Regions from separate parts of the Sus scrofa genome. Here region 2 is linked to region 1. A link is a contact called in public Hi-C data. All regions are on one chromosome and are shown on one strand. Each heading gives the region's core, a stretch centred on a gene start, on an enhancer-like site or on the middle of the called end of the contact. The rest is flanking DNA. Distances are from core to core; before and after follow the strand shown.

The links. Hi-C and Micro-C count contacts between places; a contact is called where the count stands out from the background.
Region 2: a contact with region 1 is called in a Hi-C map of liver, with 2.9 times the contacts expected there. The contact joins two enhancer-like sites. A contact is called at or near these places in 7 of 47 Hi-C or Micro-C datasets (embryonic fibroblasts, heart right ventricle, liver and 3 more).

What each region holds. Positions count from the first base shown.
Region 1 is chr14:58,128,628-58,133,438 of Sscrofa11.1, forward strand. The region is part of intron 2 of SIPA1L2 (signal-induced proliferation-associated 1-like protein 2); the gene reads left to right. Among named protein-coding and RNA genes, the nearest start is that of SIPA1L2, 14 kb to the left of the region's middle. Within about 2 kb of position 1,769, at least 29 of the 83 cell types and tissues checked have an H3K27ac peak or open chromatin away from gene starts, as enhancers often do. A contact at or near this core is called in liver, where this site is marked.
Region 2 is chr14:58,553,289-58,558,092 of Sscrofa11.1, forward strand. No RefSeq gene overlaps it. Among named protein-coding and RNA genes, the nearest start is that of DISC1, 410 kb to the right of the region's middle. Within about 2 kb of position 3,548, at least 1 of the 83 cell types and tissues checked has an H3K27ac peak or open chromatin away from gene starts, as enhancers often do. A contact at or near this core is called in liver, where this site is marked.

The DNA of each region.
Region 1 (4,811 bases), core at 519-3,018:
GAGGACACAGGTTCGGCCCCTGGCCTCACTCAGTGGGTCCAGGATCAGCTGTTGCTGTGAGGTGTGGTGTAGGTCTCAGATGCAGCTGGGATCTGGCATTGCTGTGGCTGTGGTGTAGGCTGGCAGCTGTAGCTCCTGTTTGACCCCTAGCCTGGGAACCTCCCTCTGCCTCTGGTGGGGCCCCAAAAAGACAAAAAATAAAATGAAATAAAATAATTTTATAGGTGGGAGTCTTTATCTTACTACCCTGACCTAGTACTAATTCCTGTATTAGATAAATTCAGGGGGCATCATTCTAACCCCTGCTTGTTTAAACTCGGCCATTTATGGGGTTCCCCTTGTGGCTCAGCATGTTGAGAATCCTCCATGAGGATGCAGGTTTGATTCCTGGCCTTGCTCAGTGGGTTAAAGGACCCGGTGTTGCCGCAAGCTTCGGTATAGATTGCAGATGCGGCTCAGATCCGGTGTTGCTGTGGCTGTGGCATAGACCTGCAGCTGCAGCAGCTCCGATGTGACCCTTAGCCTGGGAACATCGTATACCACAGGTGTGGCCCTACAAAGGAAAAAAAAATGGCATTTAAGGTACACTGTGATGAGAGTGGTGGGCTAGGCTGAGAGATTAGCCCAAGTAACAGTAAAATCACCTAATCACCAACAGTTTTGTTTATTGGAGGGCCTTTGCAAGTCATTTGCTTGGAATGATGGATTTGTTTTCCTCTTTTAAAAAGTTTTCAATGATGAGAGGAGTGGGTGAGGGGGGCTGATGTTTTTGACTTAGCCACCAAATCAGGAACCAGGGAGAGACCTCCCTAAGGGGGGACTTAAACAAGCTGTTGAGCTTGAACATTCATTTCCTGTCTCTCACGGGTTGACCCAGAACCTTCGAAGGCTGATGGGATTAGCCCCCTGTACTGATGTGAAAACTAAGACTTAACATGAGAACACATGTGGTTCTCTGAATATTAGCTCTTAGAGTTTAAACCAGTCTCTTTGCTCCCACTGTGGGGCCCCAGATGCCTTGTGAGGTCCTGTTGTTCTCAGTAAATCATAAAAGGAATGGGAGTGGGGAGAAGGAAGAGGGGTGAAGAAGGTGCATGCTGAGGTAAATGCCAGAATGATCCCCCCACTGTCCCTGCAGATGGGAAGTGGTGCCGGGGCTGGGCTAAGGCGCTATTGTTCTGCTCTAACAACTGCCCTGTTCTTTTAGCCCGTGGATCCTCTGTTCTTCAAGAGAAACGTTGTAGTTTGCAGTGAGGTAGCAGTTCTGCTGGTTGAATCAGGTCCTCTGGGCTTTGTTGGGAAGCAAGAGGGCTCTGCTGTGATCCTGCAGAGAAAGAACGTTTCTTTAAGCTCCTGCATCTTTGCCAGGATGAAAAAGGAGTATAAGAGGAAAACAATTTTTTTGTTTTGCATTTATCCTTGGCTAGATTTGCATAATCTTTGTTTAAGTCAGTTGAATTGTGAAGCCCTAAATACATTTCAGGCGTTTAAATATTTAAAAGGATTCATCCACAGCACTTTACTCACCCAAAGCATAAGTGCTTACAACAATGAAAATAACCCCCTCGCAGATGCCGCCCGCACTGGCTCTGCTCACCTTGTCACCGAATTATAAAACATTAATAGCGAAGCCAGAATGGGAACTGTCATGGCAATGCTCTGCTGGCTCTGTTCCAAAATATTGTTTCCCTGGTAGAGAAAGCAGGACAATTTGTTTAAAACTGGCAGTCAGCCAGTCAAAAAGCTCTGACGCAATCAGAGCAGTAACTACTTTGCTCCTACTGCTAATTTTAGGCCAGTTAAATCTGGGTGATGTCTGATGGCTGCTGTGGTGTGCGTCTGGCTATGTGGCACTTTCTAAATCCAGCCTCTTCGCCTGGCATCCTAACTCACAGCTCTTTCCCAAAGGAGCCTAGGGAGCCTAGGATCCGGGGATGGAGCGAGGGGTGGGCCCTGGGAGGGTTTGGGAGGCACTGCCTTGCATCTGACTACGTTCTTCGTCATTTCATCCACAAGCACCTACCTGCAGGTGTGCCTCCCCCACCCCCCACCCCCACCCCCACCCCTGCCTCCTGTGAGCAGCCTGGTGCCCCTGTTCACTCCTTTCCCCTCCCTCCCTGCCAGTGATCACAGCTTCAGCACTGAACTTTTACCTTCTCCTTTTCTGGCAAAGGTACAATCAAGGAGAAAGGTGAGCATTCAAACAAAAATGAAAACATTTGGAGTGCCCCACGGAAGAGCCTTTCTTTGCTGTAGCAGGAGGTGGAGGTGGCGAGAGGGCTTGGAGTAGTTAAGTGTCCGTGTCCCGCTGCTGTGCTTCTAGGGCCTGGAGTTTGAGCCAATTTTGTTTTTATCTGTCTGTCTATCTACCTACCTACCTGGGAGTTTTATTGGAGTGCAGTTGACTTACAGTGTTGTGTTAGTTTCAGGTGTACAGCAAAATGAATCAGTTATGCATGCACGCATATCCATTATTTTCCAGACTCTTTTCCCATATAGGTTATTACAGAGTATTGAGTAGAGTTCCCTGTGCTATATGAAGCCAATTTTTGGGTTTTTTTTTTTTTTTTTTTGTCTTTTTAGGGCCGCACCCAAGGCATATGGAAGTTCCCGGGCTCGGGATTGAATTGGAGCTACAGCTGCTGGTCTGCACCACAGCCAACAGCCACACGGGATGCGAGCTCATGGCCATGCCAGATCCTTAACCCACTGAGTGAGGCCAGGGATCGAACCCACATCCTCATGCATACTAGTCGGGCTCATTACTGCTGAGCTATGATAGGAACTCCATGAAGCCAGTTTTAAAATGGGGACACTGGGCCCCACAGTCTCTAGTCTCTTTCCACTCTGTCACTCTAGTTTCTGAGTTAGCAGAGGGTGCCTGAGGGTGTGAGACCCTGGGGGCAGGGACCTGGTCACTTCTCAGTCCTCTGGCCCAGGGAAGTATCCAGCACAGTCAATGAATGAACCAACTCAGTGTCTTAGGCCTCAGAGAGACCTTCAGGTTATCCTGGAGTCAGTCTTCTTCATGGTCCTCATTCATAAATGTGAAAAGTCAAACCCTCAAAAATATGAGACTGTAAGAGAATGGTGTGGTGCCCAGGCCTGCTGTCTTTGATAGAATGGGCTACCTGTGAGGTGACGAACTGATGGCCTGGCTGATGGCCACGCATCCCATGTACTAGAAGATTGCTATGTACCCGAGACCCTTGGACACCCATGGGCACTATAGCTTCTTTCAGAGGAAAGACTCTGTGGGTGGTGGTGAGGATGGTGGATGGGCATAATCAGGAGAACACTCAGGGCAAAGGGAGGACCTGAGTTGGGCTTTGGAAAGTGGTCTGGGTTTGAATTTTCATTGAAGGGCTCTTTTATGCAAGGCTCCTCCTGGCTCTGTATGGGACCTGCAAATACAAAGAAATACAAACAAAACTCTCCCTGTGGTAACTCTTCCCTTGCTCATAGGACTGTCGCCATCAACTTACTGTGCCTAAAACCAAATTCAGATCCTAGCCTGCTTTAGGTTTTGCATCCCCCAAACTGGATTTTTTTTTTTTTTGTCTTTATTTTAGGGCTGCCCTGAGGCATATGGAGGTTCCCAGGCTAGGGGGCAAATCAGAGCTATAGCTGCCAGCTTACACCACAACCACAGCAATGTGGGATCCAAGCCTCCGATGCGACCTGCGCCACAGCTCATAGCAACGCTGGATCCTTAACCCACTGAGCAAGGCCAGGGATCAAACCTGCATCCTCATGGATGCTAGTCAGATTAGTTTCCACTGAGTCACGACGGGAACTCCACCAAACTGGATTTTATTAACAAAAGCAACACCAAGAGACATGGTGGACAGCATTCTCGGAGTGGAGACTAACTAGTCTATCATGATAGAGAGTCTGATTTTTCCCCCCATTGTAATTTGCTAAAGGTTACAGAGTGTGTCTGTAAACCTAAAGGGGGAGATATTTTGGATCCATCAGAGATGGAAGGTAAACATTTTTAAAAATTGAGATACCCACCATGTGCCTTCTGCAAAGTATTAACATTTCGCTCTATTTGCTTTAAACATATCTATCCATCTCTGTCTACTCATCAGTCCCTCTTTTTTTTTGCGGGGGGACAGTTTGCATTTCAAAATAAGTAGCACACATCACTGCACTTCACTGCTGAACACTTCAGCATACATATCATAAATGAGTTTAAAACTTTTAAATACTTTTTGGAGGCAAAATGGATACAATGAAATGCATACATTTTAAGTGTATCATTCTATGAATCTGGACAAATGCATATGCCTGTGTAACTCATACATCTATGAAGGTTTACCTTCCAATTCAGAAATTCTCTCATGCCCCTTCCAGAGTCCTTCCATTCCCCACTTCCACCTCAGTTTCCCATCCCAGGCAACCACTGTTTCTCTCTTTTTGGGCCACAGTTGAGTCTTATACCAGGTCTTGAATTTCATATAAATGGAACTCTGCAGCAGGTACTGTTTTATGCAAGGTGTCTTTGACTCAGCATAATGACTTCTGCTTTGCCACATGCTTTTTAAATATATACTTGCCCCTTGATCACATGCTCTTTTCGAAGGTCACAATGTCAAACGATATCAGGAACAATAGCAATTTCTTTTAGGCATTTGTGTATTTTTCTTAAGTCTTGTCTTCCCCCTTCCCAATGGGGTGTGATTTTCATGTCTGATTTGGCCATTTTCTGCCCGGGTCTCTTCTGTACATTCTGCAGCCCAGGTGCTTCTTCTGTTAGTTTGCTTGGCCAGCTTGAGGCATTCAGCTCTCCTGCCTTGGAAGAGATG
Region 2 (4,804 bases), core at 2,298-4,797, 430 kb after region 1:
AAGCATTATATATTATACTTATCATTTTGACTCCTTGCATTAGATTGCAGTCTGAAACAGCCTTAACTAATTTCAACACATAGCAACTTGACAATAACTCCTTGTGGTAGGTACCTTGATTTCTGTTTAATAGATGTGGAGACCAAGGTTTAGTGGAATAGCTCCCTTGCTTAAAGCTATAGAGCTACAAATGTCCAAAGTAGATTCCAATCCAACATATGCATGACCTTTCAAACTCAGCCCATTGCATTAATGTTTTGTATAAAGATTCATGGAGTCCTCTAGCTGGAAAATAATTTATAGTCATATCATTCATTGTCACCCCAAAGTTCTATCAGGTGGGCACATCTCTTTATAAATAAGGATCAAACTTTTTGTATCTTTCCCTCCTTCGTAAAGCAATTTGACCCTAAAGCAGGCAGCCAATGATCAGCATAGGTCGCAGTCTCTCATACCTACCCCCTGGCCATTTGAAGCTCCAGCCTGCAAAGACTTTGTCAGCCTCCTCAGTTCCCTTCAGAGTTTTTCCCACAGTTTTGCCTGTGACACAGATATGTGCCTAAAAGTAGTTCAGACTGGTTGTCTGGAGCAAAAACCAAGAACTGTGTGCTATATTTAGAAGGAAAACACTTTATTAGCAGCCAGACCTCTGAGACCTTGGGATGTTGTGTGCAAGGTAGGATCTCAGCAAGAACCCTTGCTCAGCTGCACTTTGGCCTCTGAGGATCTTCTCTGTGGCTCCTGGTCTCTGCTTATCCAAACCCCCTCCCCATCCACAACGTGCTCTGAGATGAATCACTTACCTGCTCTTAGCCAAAGGCATGTCTTCAAAAACCATAGTTTGATGACCTATAAATTTAAATGGGAGAGGGAAAAGGCCAGTTTCCATCTACTACATGTCTAGCAACCAGTTTGATTGACTTTTTTTACTGACCTGACCAGGTCAGTAGATGTTAAGCCATCGTGTTGATGTTCATTGAATCAGTGCAGTTTGATTTGGAAGGAAGAAGACAGATCATGACAGCCAACATTTAAATCGTGAGCATTTAAATAGTCTGAGTGACTATTGTGTGTCCTGTGCTCCTCACGCCTCATCAGAACCCCTTCTGTCCTCATATTAACCCTGGCAGGTAGGCATTCATTAGTCTCATCTTACCTAGAAGGAACTTGAGTTTGAGAAAAGTTATGTCTCTTGCCCAAGATCATCCGGGTGGTGACAGGGCCAGAACTAGAGCCTAGTGTGTAACCCTTTGTAACCCTACCCTTATTGCAAATTGTTTGAGAGAAGCTGCAAAATGCTGCAGGGGCCCATGGCTCTGGGGCCCCACCTATGCTCCAGGTGAAGGGTAGAGCCAAAAACCTTCAAGGGCCCCTCATCGGCAGCCAACAAATCAATCCTTAAATTTGCTGTGCCATTGCCATGCTTTCTTTTGTCACCTTGTGAACAAAAGTGTGTCCTGGAAGTCACACACAAGGCTAGAGTGAGATTATTTATTTGTATTTTCGTGGGTCAATGCTTTGAGGTTGGAGGCAGGGCATTGAAGAGCTGAAGCCTCAGCAAACTCGCTCTGCTGGGCGCCTCACGTGCCCGGCTCTGCCCGAGGTGTGTGTCTGTAGATATTTATTTCCTGGCCTGTGTCAGAACCATTTGAGCCCCTGTGCTTTGTACTTGAAAGCATCTTCAAAGGGTGACAACCTCTCAGATGTCTGGACTTCAAGCATCTTTTCGCCCGCTCCTCCTGTGGTTCTTTAGCATCCTGGTGGGTTTGGGCGGATTATCTTTTCTCCTCCCCAGGCTGTGGCCTCACTGTTCTTGCAGCCCCTGACAGATCCAGTGCACAGCCCCTGCCCCAGCACAAATTGTCCCCGTGTCCTGCAGGCTTCAGCAGAAGGCAGGAAAAATGGTGCTCGAAATTCCGAGCCATTGAAAACTTTTGTCCACCCCATTTTTGCTCATTATTTTGATTTCACCTGGCAGAGGGGCAACAGTACCATTAAGAAGCAAGCTCCCCAGGGTTTCTGACACCCTGGGCACTTGGCTCTCTTGCATCCTCTACAAATTACATTTGAGGAGAAAGAGAGAAGGGAAACAAGCATGAAAAATACTTTTTCCAGAGTTCCCGTTGTGGCCCAGTGGGTTAAGAACCCGACTAGTCTCTGTGAGGATGCAGGTTTGACCCCTGGCCTTGCTCAGTGGTTAAGGATCTGGCTTTGCCATGACCTGTGGTGTAGGTCACTGATGCGGCTCGTATCCCAGGTTGCTGTGGCTGTGGCGTAGGCCGGCAGCTAGAACTCTGATTCGACCTCTGGCCCAGAAACTTCTATGTGCCACAAGTGTGGCTGTAAAAAGAAAAAAAAATTTTTTTCCCATAAAAATGGAGTTCTAAAGCCATTTCTGCTAATTAAGATGTTTGGTGACAGAAGGCCACAGCATTTTACAAAAGAACAATCATCTGAAGCCTGGGGCACTGCTTGGAGGAAGCCTGCTCTGGATTGCGGCAATGGAAGAAGAAAAGGCAACCCGGCCACCTTTGCAGAAAATATCGCAGCAAGGTCTCCAACAAACACAGCCGGAAATAGTGAAGGGTACACCAGCTGTGGAGGGCAAGAGGTGGTGAATTGCAGTGGGAGTGGTGATGGACCAAGAGAAGAAAGACCTGGATGTGAGTTGAGGTCAGCCGTCCCAGTGTTCTCAAAATGCATCTGCCCAGCAAGATCACCCTAAAAAAATGCCAAGAGTCTGAGAGTTGAGGTCTCAAAAAATAAAAGAAAGTTAACCCCAGGGAAACAATACAAATGTACTGCATTTCTTCATACTTATTTGATGGTTGTGCATTGCAGCTGTGCTGGTAGGTGACACTCAAACTTTTTGATTCCTGGGACACCTCAAGGTCAGTCTTTCTCAGACTTTCTCCTGGAATCTGCCATCATGGGTGTGATTCTGGGCAAGCCCGTCCATCTCTTTGAGGCTTGTTTTCTTCTTTGTTGTTGGGCAAGTTTTGATGGGGTCTGGGGGATGAGGTGAGGGGGATGAGCTTTAAATTAAAAAGTATGGGATCCCACTTAATAGTGACCCTTATATGCTTCCTTCAAGGAAGAAAGATTGTTGATACAGACTATGGACTGATTGAAAGAAAGGCCGTATTCCAGGGTACCAGCTGATTGAACAAGTTTTTTTCTGAGAGCAGTGAATCATCCCCACTTTGGACACAGGGGCCCTGTTGGAATTTGGAGTCCATCAAACCATCAAAAGGGAGCAGCGTGGATCCAGCCTCAGAAGTACTCCTAGCGATCTCTTAGAATCTTTCCTTAGAGATGTGAGAATGTTATTTAAATATTTCTAGGGGCCACTTCATTGGAGTCTCAGGACAAGAAAACAAAAGAACACTTGAATAGAAAACAGAGACCCACAGTCAATTTTCTCAAGCATCACTGTCCTGGACCAGCAATGTTCAAAGGTGTTGGGTCTCCCACGCTTCCCCCACCAGGTAGAAAAGCCTCCTAGTTACACATTGGACCGCTGCCCAGAGCCATGTCCCAGGAGAACACTCTGCTCCTCATGTACCTTGTGTTGAAGATGTAACTTTTCATTGCTTTACTGTGTAATTCCCAGGACTTAACACACAAGAGAAAGAAGTTTATGCCAACTCATTTCTGCCTGGATGTTCAACCTGGAGGTAAGTCACCTCACCCACTCACATCTGTCAAACTAGCTGAGGATTCTACCAGCCGTCCAGTTCACCAAACCAGCCGAGAACCCACCAAAGAGGGCATGGTAAATATCGGCTCTCCTTTTATTAATATTTAAGAAGAGAACTGACAGAAAGTAAAGCTAGAACAGTCGCCCCCCCCCCCCCCCCCGGACATAATACGTCCTTCCCTGGACACACACGCTGTCACAGCAGCAATAAAGCCACAGCCTTTCTAGACCTGCTGTCTTTCCATACACTCTCTCTCCAAACCGAACATTCCATCTCGAACCGTTTATTTACTTATTTCATAAGAGTAAATGTTAAAGTCCCAAAGGCATGATTACCTTCTTGATTCCAGGAAGCGTGTCTGCCCTTCTTTTGATTGCCTCAAACAAAAACGTGTACGACGCTTGGTACATAACAAACAGCTGCGGAGATGAAGACATCATTTAGAGCTGGTGATAGGAGTCAGTCGAAACAGAGCTCCTGGTGAAGCATTCTGGCAAATGCTACCCAATGCTACTTAGCACGTAGCTACTGTAGTTCATCATTTAATAATCGTTTCCCCCACTGGCTCTTCTCTTCCTTACTGGTTTGTAAATTCCATGAGGGTGGACATTCTTCCTATTGTTTTAGGTCCATCTCACTAGGTCTATTCTTATCAGAGTCTCTAATAAATACTTAAGAAAGCCCTTCATCCTAAAATCTTTGTCTTACCACAGAAATGCTTTTGTTATCCCCTGGTAACTTAGAAAAGAACTCTTTGAATTTGCCAGCTCACTGAAAATGCGATTGGCCTCTGCTTTCAAATATAGATCAAAATCCTGCCCCCCATCCATCTCCACTCTGAGGCTCTGTCCCCCGTCAGCCACGTTTCCCTTTGGCTCCTTGATTCACAGCTCTGTTCGGAATGGTTGTGGCTGTGTCATGGCAAAAGAGCAAGTGAAGGAACTGGTCAAATGAGAGAAGTCAGAATCCAAGGTCTGAAGCACATACGTGATGGTCTTTACAAGGCCCTTGGCTTTAGAGCTGCCTTCTGAACAGAGGACCAAGGGACAAATCCTCTTCTGTTCTGAAGCCTTCATTCCAGGGTCCTGGGCAAGTCCATCTCT